Regions from separate parts of the Macaca mulatta genome. Here region 2 is linked to region 1. Evidence: chromatin contacts called from public Hi-C data. All regions are on one chromosome and are shown on one strand. The core of a region is the stretch at or near the end of the contact, and the rest is flanking DNA. Distances in the headings are between cores, read along the strand shown.

The links. A called contact is a pair of places that touch in the nucleus more often than the background predicts.
Region 2: a contact with region 1 is called in a Hi-C map of liver, with 3 times the contacts expected there. The contact joins the promoter of RNGTT here to the promoter of SRSF12 in region 1. A contact is called at or near these places in 4 of 14 Hi-C or Micro-C datasets (cortical neurons, fetal cortex germinal zone, fibroblasts and 1 more).

Annotation. Positions count from the first base shown.
Region 1 is chr4:96,867,476-96,872,385 of T2T-MMU8v2.0, forward strand. SRSF12 (serine and arginine rich splicing factor 12) reads left to right here and starts at 2,546. Exons shown (of 5, transcript NM_001195585.2): 1 at 2,546-2,610. The coding sequence starts at 2,546.
Region 2 is chr4:97,011,149-97,016,058 of T2T-MMU8v2.0, forward strand. It overlaps RNGTT (RNA guanylyltransferase and 5'-phosphatase), which reads left to right and starts at 2,950. Exons shown (of 15, transcript XM_028847364.2): 1 at 2,950-3,223. The coding sequence starts at 3,160. It overlaps LOC144340317 (a long non-coding RNA gene), which reads right to left and starts at 2,813. Exons shown (of 4, transcript XR_013416298.1): 1 at 2,441-2,813.

The sequences.
Region 1 (4,910 bases), core at 1,296-3,795:
GCAAAGTCAATGTAGTGGGTTGAATGGTGGCCCCCAAAAATACATGTCCAAATCCTATCACCAGGTATGTATCCTTATCTGGAAAAAGAATCTTTGCAGGTGTAAGTGAGGATTTCAAGATAAGATCATTCTGAATTAACCAAGTGGACCCTAAATCCAATGACAAATGTCCTTATAAGAGATAGAACAGCATAGGATAGATGGCTAGTATTATTTGGCTCTGTCCCCACCCAAATTTCATCTTGAATTGTAGCTCCCATAATTCCCACGTGTTGTGGGAGGGACCTAGAGGGAGATAACTGAATTGTGGGGGCAGTTCCCCATACTGTTCTCCCAGTAGTGAGTAAGTGTCATGAGATCTGATGGTTTTATAAGGCAAACCCCTTTCACTTGACTCTCATTCTCTCTTGTCTGCCGCCATGTAAGATGTGCCTTTTGCCCTATGCCATGATTGTGAGGGCTCCCCAGTCTGAGGTGCGTCTTTATCAGCAGTGTGAAAACGGATTAATACAGTGGCTCACACCTGTAATCTCAACTTTGGGAGGCCAAGGCAGGAGGATCACTTGAGTCTAAGAGTTTGAAATCAGCCTAGGCAACATAGACTCCATCTAAAATAGAGACAGAGAAAGAGAGAGAGAGAGGAGGCCATGTGAAGACAGAGGTGGAGACTGGATCTATGTATCCACAGCCAAAAAATGCGTGTGGCCACCAGGGACTAGAAGAAACAGAGGATTCCCCTCGAGTGCCTTCAGAGAGACTATGGCCCTGCAGACATCTGGATTTCAGACTTCTGGCCCCTGAAGTACAAGAGAATAAATTTCTGTGGTTTCAGGCCACCAAATTTGTGGTGCTTTGTTACGGCAGCCCTAGCAAACTAATACATAGTGAGCATTCTAAGCTTTTGTATTATGAACCCAGCCTGCTCTCCAGCCTCATTTTCCAACTCTTCTCCAGCTTCATGCTTCTGTTTTGCCTCGTTTACTATATTGCCTCAAAGCCTTTGCACGTGCTGTTCCACTGCACTAATTACTCTTCTCCATTCTTGACCCATCTCTTCAAGACTTGCTCAGGGAACAGAAGTGACCCTCTAGCCTTGCTCATCATCCCACAATGCCCGCTCTCAGCAGCATATAGTTCTTTTCATAGCCCTGTATCATAGTCTGTATCTTTACCAGTGTGACTGTTAGATTCTGCCTCCTTACCAAATTCTAAGCTCCAGGGGAATAGGCACGATGCCAGTCTAGCCCTGTGCCTGCAGTGCCAAAGCAATCCCTTCTGAATGAAAGAATAGCCACCGTTCCAGTACAGCTGCAGACTGAGGAACCTCCACAGCCTCTGGGAGGGCTGTGAGCTAGAAGGGTGACCGTGACATGTATTCTTCAAAGCCTACCACTTCAGAGAGCGAAAAGGGGTACTCTTCACACTCAGGAGTTGCCTGGTTACAGTGCCAGCGCTGAGTAACAGGCTGTGCCTGCAGGCCACAGGAGCAAAGCGAACACAAGAGTCTAACTAGAAGGGAATGGGCTACAACATTTTGGGGGAATGGGGAGAGGGTAATTTAAATTTTGCTTAATTGTCCCCGCATTTTAACTGCTGTCTCCTACATCATGTATTCATTTGTACATTCGTTTGTCCCCCTCTCTAGAAAGTAAGCTCTGAGGGCGGGGCTTGGCCTGTTTGTTCATTGCTATATCCCACGCTAAGTGCCTGGTACATAGTAGACGCTCAATAAACATTTGAATGAATGTACTCACAGCTGAGTGTTATGTCCCAAGTGAATAAAGGATGAAGAATCATGTAATACTTAAAAATCCAACAGTCCAGGCGCGGTGGCTCACACCTGTAATCCCAGCACTTTGGGAGGCCAAGGCACGAGAGGCTTGAGCCCAGGAGTTCGAGACCACCTAGGCAACACAGCGAGACCCCGTCTCTATTAAAAAACAAATCCGAACAAAACCGAGACCTCACAGTTGGAAAGCTGAAAGCTCAAGACCAAAGGGGCAGGAGGCCTACCAACTGCCAAGGTCCTGGGCTGAGGACGATGCGCTGAGAGCCCAGGGGGTTGGGCGGGGGCGCGGTTGAACGCGGCTCTTACCGCCCCCACCTCCGCCCAGCCGCAGCCCCGCCACCACCTCTGGGTCCTCTAACCCCCGACGTCCCCGCCGCGGCCCCAAGCCCCCTCTGGCTTCCGCCCTCCTGACATACACTAGCCCCCGCCGCCCCCTCCCCAAATCCCGTCGCACTCCAGGACCCTCCATACCTGGATCCCACAGGGCCTCGGAACGGCCACGCTCCTGTCTTCGGGATTCCCGCGGTCCCCGGGCCGCGCCGGCCCCGCCCCCGCCCCCGGCCCGTGCGTCCAGGCTGGCGCCGCGCTGCGCCCCCCCTGCGCCGGCCTCTGCGGCTGCGCGCTGGCGGGGCTGAGGCCGAGGGGTGGGGGTCGCGCCGGGGGCCGGCGGAGCTCCTGTGGCGGCAGCGGCGGTAGCGGGAGACTGAGCGAGACTAGCGGCCGCTGGCACACCCGGAGGGAACAGAGGAAGCGGTCATGTCTCGCTACACGAGGCCCCCCAACACCTCCCTGTTCATCAGGAACGTCGCGGATGCCACCAGGTGAACGGCCGCGGCTGCAGGTTGGGGGCTCGGAGGAGGGGCGAGGTAACGGCCGCGCCGCGGAGCCCGGCCGAGGCCCGGCGGGGCTGCGCGGAGCCTCCCCGCGGGCCTAGGCTGCGCTGCCGGCGGAGGCGCCTCCCCGGGGGAGGTGTGAGCCCGCGGACTATTCCGCGGCCTGGGCGGGACTCGCGCCTCCGCCCTCTCGGCCAGCTTTCAGCCCCGGCGCCGCGCACATCGCTTGCCGGGCCCGCGCCGCTTTCCGCGCCTCAGCGCCGCAGCCGGCGGGCCGTGGGGCACGGGGCGCTCCTCTCCGGAGCCCAGATCTCTCCCCGCCTCGAGTCGGGAGGGTTTGCGCTCCAGCGAGTGCCCGCGTTTCAGCCCCTTTGTCGCCGTGCCCTGATAAAACCGCGCTTCCAACCCTCCTAGATGAAGAGGAATTGGAGCTGGTGAGAACGTACTGTACCATAATGCGTACTCGGGCCTTACAGTTTCTTTCCCCCGGTTGTGGTCTACTTACGGTGCTGCTTGCATTTTATTCACACAATTTTATTCTGCACACAAAAAATAACTTCAATGAATGAGATCGGTGCGTTTTTCTTTTAAAGTTCTGAGTCTAGTATTAACACCCTTTTTAATGGCTTGAGGGTAGACTCACCTGGTTGATCCTGATGCCCTACCCCTCTTTTGAGAATTCTGTCTACAGAGTGTCTGAACACATATTAAGGAATGACTTCTTCATATAGCACTTCCTTCCTTAATGGAGCTGGAGAAATTGGGGGCAGGGGAGAGGGAACTGTGTTAATAGACATTTTCATTTCACTGGGCTTACTTCATTTACTTCCCCCAACCTTTATACCTATGCAGTACTGTTTTATTGTATATAAGGGAGAGCGGAAGCTAAGCGTTGTAGTGATTTACCTGGGACTGATTAGACAGGTACAGATATATGGAGCTCTTGACTCCATACTCATCTGCGATAAGTATTATAATTTACCTTTGAGAAGTAAATAAATGTTACGTATTTTTTATTTTTTAGTTATTTATTTTATTTTATTTTATTTTATTTTATTTTAGACGAAGTCTCGCTCTTGTCCCCCAGGCTGGAGTGCAATGGCCCGATCTTGGTTCGCTGCAACCTCTGCCTCCTGGGTTCAAGCGATTCTCCTGCCTCAGCCTCCCAAGTAGATGGGATTACAGGCATATGCCACCACACACGGCTAATTTTTGTATTTTTAGTAGTGACGAGGTTCCGTCATGTTGGCCAGTCTGGTCTCCAACTCCTGACCTCAAGTGATCCGCACAGCTCGGCCTCCCAAAGCGCTGAGATTACAGGCGTGAGCCACCGTGCCCGGCCAAGTATTTTTTATTTGATCACCCCAAGTACACGTATCACAACTATATGCTGTGATTAATATATCTTAGTTAACATCTCAAAGGTGCCTTGTTTACATTTCTTCTCTCAGCCTGTTTATCAATATATTACATAGAAAACACGAACAAAATTCATGATTTGGGCAGAATTTAAAAACTTCGCAGTTGAACAGACAACTTGAAAACGGAATAAGCATCAAGCCTTTTCAGGGTGTCTGTAGAAAAATCAAAGGTTTCCAATTCTAATGGTTCACAGGGGCCAGCCAGGGTAATATAAACGAGTGAGGCTGCCAGGTTATAAGGCACAGTAGGATGGTGTGGACTATCAAATAGAAATAGAATAGCAAATAGAAAAGGAAATATGCCATCTAAAAGGAGCAGCATCTGCCTCTGGGCTCCAGCTGACAGCTGCCATGTAGACATCTGGACTTACTGTTAACGTATCTTCCTAGTTTTAAAGAGAAATCAGAAATCTGGATTTTGTATGTGTAAACTCAGTCTTTAGATGTTAGCATTAAGTTGAATCATATGAAAATCCCATTCGTGGCCGCGTGCGGTGGCTCACGCCTGTAATCCCAGCACTTTGGGAGGCTGAGGCGGGGGGATCATGAGGTCAGGAGACGGAAACCATCCTGGTTAGCACGGTGAAACCCTGTCTGTATTAAAAATACAAAACATTAGCCAGGCGTGGTGGCGGGCGCCTGTATTACCAGCTGCTTGGAAGGCTGAGGCAGGAGAAGTGTGAACCGGGGAGGTGGAGCTTGCAGTGAGCCGAGATTGTGCTGCTGCACTCCAGCCTGGGAGACAGAGTGAGGACTCCGTCTCAAAAAAAAAAAAGAAAGAAAGAAAATCCCATTTGTAGATTTGAAAGCTGTAAAATATAAGGCTGGGCGCGATGGCTCACACCTGTAATCCCAGCACTTTAGGAG
Region 2 (4,910 bases), core at 1,700-4,199, 140 kb after region 1:
GACTCCGTCTCAAAAAAAGAAAAAAAAAAAAAAAGTTAACTGCTGATGGGGTGAAGAAAAAAGGATGCCTGGGGGAAGAACCTCTTATTCTTATGCAAATGGTTCCTCTACCAGGGAGAGAAGCTTAATTACTGTCAGCCTTGGCCAGGAAAGGGGAAGATGCTGTGGACATGTGGCATTCTCCAGCCCCAGCTGGGAGGAGAGAAGGAGCTTGGAGCCACGGCTTGCCTGTCCTTCCCAAAAAATGAAGGCAAAGGCCACGGAAAGGCCCTTGACCCCGGGGAGGGTTGGGGGTGGGGGCACGGTTTCCCTACCCTCAGAAGTCCATGCATGAAAAGGCTTAGAAATGACAGAGAAGTTTTGAGTCCCCATGTCACTCACCACTTCTCAAGTCCCACATTGGGTGCCAAAGCTGTTGTAGGACTTTCTCCTTAGTTCAGCTAAGAGCTGGGTCCTTGCAACACGGCCATGAAATACTAGGCTTGCAGATGCCTTGAAGGGTGAGAATGGAATTTATTGGGCAAAAAGAAAAAAAGGGAAACAGAGACTCTCCCCAAAGCCAGAGTGCTTCCTGCCTGGGAGACTGAATCCCAGGTTCCACCAGGAAAACGAGGGGCCAGGTTCCTCCCCACTGCGAATGGCACAAATTTCCCAAGGTTCACCCCAGTGTGCATTCCTCCCAGTGCACAGGTCAGTAGGAGATTCTGCCAGGGAACCCTTCCCACCTGGCTGTCTTACCAGCACTTTGGCAGGCTGACGTTGGAGGACTGCTTGAGCCCAGGAATTTGAGATGAAAAAAGTATAAAAAAGTTAGTGGGGTGTGGTGGCCTGCACCTGTAGTCCCAGCTCCTTGGGGGCTGAGGCGAGAGGACTGCTTGAGCTTGAGGGGTTGAGGCTGCAGTGAAGCTGCCCGGATCATGCCCACTGCACTCCAGCCTGGGTGAGACAGTGAGACCCTGTCTGCAAAAACAAAAGATTTATCTACATAGCAAAGTGAAGAGGAAGGATTAATAAATACAAGTGTTTCTCAAGGAAATGTCTTAGGAAAAGGGAAGACAGATAAGATCTCTCTCTTTTGCCAAAAGAGAACGTTCAATCTTATTTTTTACATGTATACACTCTTCCTTAGGGGCAAAATGGATGTTTGATGAAAGATTCACCAACGACGAGAATCTACATCTGATAAAGAGGAGACGAAGACATATCTGAGAGTGTGAGTCAGGGGTTCCAGGAAGCGGGGGAGGAATCACGTTGGTCCATCTGTGTCTATTTTTCTTCTCACAGAGAAGAAAGAGACTTGGGCCTAGGAGCAATATGGCAGAAACACACATCAGGCAAGTCATTCCTGACAGGCAGAGAGAAACTGCCTACTCATCGGGATGCCACTCTCTTATTCTACTCTCTATTGTGGGCAAAAGGTAGCCCCAGGGTCCTCCCAATTCTGTGGCACTGAGTATGGAGAGGGCATAACTGGATAGCTGAGTAAAAATCCAGTGCACATTGCTGCCTTACAGCCAATAATAGTTGCTCACCAGTGGTATGAAGCCTCTGTGTGCCTAGAACTGAGCTACTGGGTAGATACAGTGTGTGTGGGAAGGGGAGTCTCCAAGGGGAGTCATCCCCAGAAGGGGAAGGTAAGATACTCTTCCAGGATCAGGCTCACCTTTCCCATCCTTGAAGGGGGCTGGGGATGGAAGGTTTTATTTTTTTACCATTTTGGGCATGGTACACACTCTATCAGCAGAAAAGGGAATTAATAGGAGATTATTTGGGTAGACTGATGGCCTTAAAACAAACTGGGTATTATCTTGTTCTGTCAGGGGAGGAGTTGACACTTTCACTAACAGTTCTGAGCAGACGCAACAGCAGGACAGACCAGAAGTGTGACCTAACTCAGGCTGCCTCAGAGAGATGGCTGTCAGACTGTCTCTACTGATGGGACTCTTACTGAGGGGGTCCAGGCATTCAAGGGGTTGAGTTTCCCAGAAAGTTCCCCATCGAAGCTTTAAAAATGTATTCCCTGCAGCCTTATGCTCTTGCAGTTCCAATACAGCATTGGTGTTTAAAGCCAAACTACTTTATAATTGATTTGCCATCATCCAGCTTTATATTTAACACTAATTTAATCTGGTAACAAAGGAAAGGCTCGTTAAAGGACGGCATTCATAAAATGCTTCCAAGCACCTCTGCTTAACTCGAAGGGAAAATAAAAGGGACTGTTTATTTGGTAGGCAGAGGAGAACACCGCCACGAAACGGTTCTCCACTGAGCAACTCCTGCCTTTGTCAATTATACACATTATTTAGTAACTTTTTTGGAGACATGGACCTTCTCAAACTCCCCAGTATGCTTTGAAACTTTGATAAAGAAATGTACAAACAAAACTCTAAGTGTTCTGGAATTAATTTCAGACGCTTCATAGATCCTCGTAAGTACTCACCGTAAGAAAAATTCCCCATTTCTGGTACTCCAATCTCACGCCCTTAGAATTCTCCTAAGACTTATTCCCTTGAACAACTTTCCCTAATACCAAATCAAACCTAGATCCAGCTGGGACGCCAAGCTTGCGCTGTGGTAACGCTCAGAAGGCCTCCTTCATCAGTAAAACAGATGCCTTAATGGAAGTGACGGGCAATCAACGCATGGAAAGGGGCTTGGCTTCCCTCTTTTTTGGGTTTCTCTAGGTTGTCTAGATTGGAAAAAAATACACGCTTCGTCCTGCGGAGTTCGGTACAAACGCAATTGCACATATGCAAAGGCAAACCAGGAGCGCAAGTGCGCGTCCGGGGACCGCGACCGGGAGGGGCGGGGCCGAGCGGGGCGAGAGACGGACCGCTCCTCCCATTCGTCGCCGCCTTAACTCTTTGCTATCCTTCCGCAGAGCTTCCTCTTCTTTCCCTCTGACCTCGGAAAGAAGGGGGCGGGGCCTTCGGGGGCGGAAGTTGCAGTGCATTGTGGGTTCGCCTGGAGCGGTGGAGTTGATCCTGAATGAAAGTGGCGCGCTGCCCCTGACGTTACCCGGATTTGAGCGGCTGGAATTCGGATTACTGCTGCGATTCGGGTGTCTCGGACCCCGGTGCGCACCGGACCACGGGGAGGCGGCTGCAAAGGCGCGGCGAACGTTGGTGAGGGAGGGCAGCTCTGCGCAGCCCCCAAGACATGGCTCACAACAAGATCCCGCCGCGGTGGCTGAACTGTCCCCGGCGCGGCCAGCCGGTGGCAGGTAACCTGGACTGGGGGGTATTCGAATCCCCACACTCCAGCGTGCCCGGGGGTGGGCCGACTGAGGAGCTCAGCTTTTGGTGGTTCTGTGCCCGTTAGTGGTATTTCAGGAGTGGGATATGCTCCATCTGATTACGCTTCGTGGACGAATGTTTGGGAACATGAACGGGAGGGGATGGTCGGCGGATGGGGGGCACTTGTCACTATTCCTGCCAGGCTAACTGTGCGAATGTGAAGGTAGACAGTAGGTTGGTGGCAGGAGGTGAGGATCCAGGAATACAGTGGGCGTACTTTGAGTCTTAGTAGTTTGTGAACCTTTTAGGGTTCAACCTTCCCCTCGAATTAGAAGGGATGAGTGTCAGTCTTGAGATGGAGGAGGATAAGGAGGGAAGGGGCGGTTCCCAGCGGTGAAATGGGGTCACATTGAGACTGGGAATCTGGAGGGTGTTTTTGTTAGTTTTTTGTTTTTATTTTTTTTTGTGAAACAGGGTCTCTCGCTGAGGCTGGCGATCCTCCCACCTCAGCCTCCCAAGTAGCCGGGACTACAGGCTCCTGCCATCGCACCCGGCTACTTTTTTTGTTTATTTAATATATATATACACATTTATAATATATATATTTGAGACATAGTCTCTCTCTGCCGCCCGGGCTGGAATGCAGTGGCGTGATCTCGGCTCCCTGCCTTAGCCTTCCAAGTAGGTGGGATTACAGGTGCGTGCCACAACACCTGGCTAATTTTTGTGTTTTTAGTAGAGACGGGGTTTCACCATGTTGGCCAGGCCGGTCTCCAACTCCTGTCCTCAAGTGATCCGCCCGCCTCGGCTTCCCAAAGTGCTGGGATTACAGCCGTGAGCCAGCACGCCCAGCCATAATTTTTTTGTTTATTTCTTGTGGAGACAGTTTCACTATGTTGCCGAGGCTGCTCTTGAACTCGTGGACTCAAGCGATGCTCCCACTTCGGCCTCCCAAAGTGTTGGGATTATAGGCGAGAGCCACCCTGCTTGGTCTGGTTTTTGTTTCTTTAAATCATTTTTCTTGTAGTTTTTTTATCTTTATTGAGCTTGAATACAATAGGCTTTAAAGTGTACAGTTTGATAAATTTTGACTATATATACACAAATACATCTCTTTCCTAGGAAACAACCATGAAACCATCACCCCTCAAAGTTTCCTCCTGTCCCTTTTTAAATCTCTTTGCCTGGCAACTGCTGATCTGCTTTCTGTAATTATAGTTTGCATTTTCTAGAAATTTTTAAATAATTGGAAACATATAGTGAGTACTCTGCTTGGGGTGGAAGGAAGTGTGTGTGGCTTTTTTCACTAAGCATAATTATTTTGATACTCATCCAGATTATGCATGTATCAATAGTTTATTCCTTTTTTATTGCAGTGTAGTAGTCCATTGTTCTGGGTATACCACAATTTGTTTACCTCTTCATCTATTGATGGTCATTTGGGTTGTTTCCAGTTTTTAGCTATTACAAATAAACCTGCTGTGAACATTTATGTACAAGTCATTGTATGGACATATACTTTCATTCCTTTTGTGTAAATCTCTAGGAGAGGAATGGCTGCATCATATAATAGGTGTATGTTTTAAGAATTTTAAGAAACTGCCAACCTGTTTTCCAAAGCGGTAACACTTGATAGCCCCACCATCAATGTATTATACAGAATAAATTCAAAGG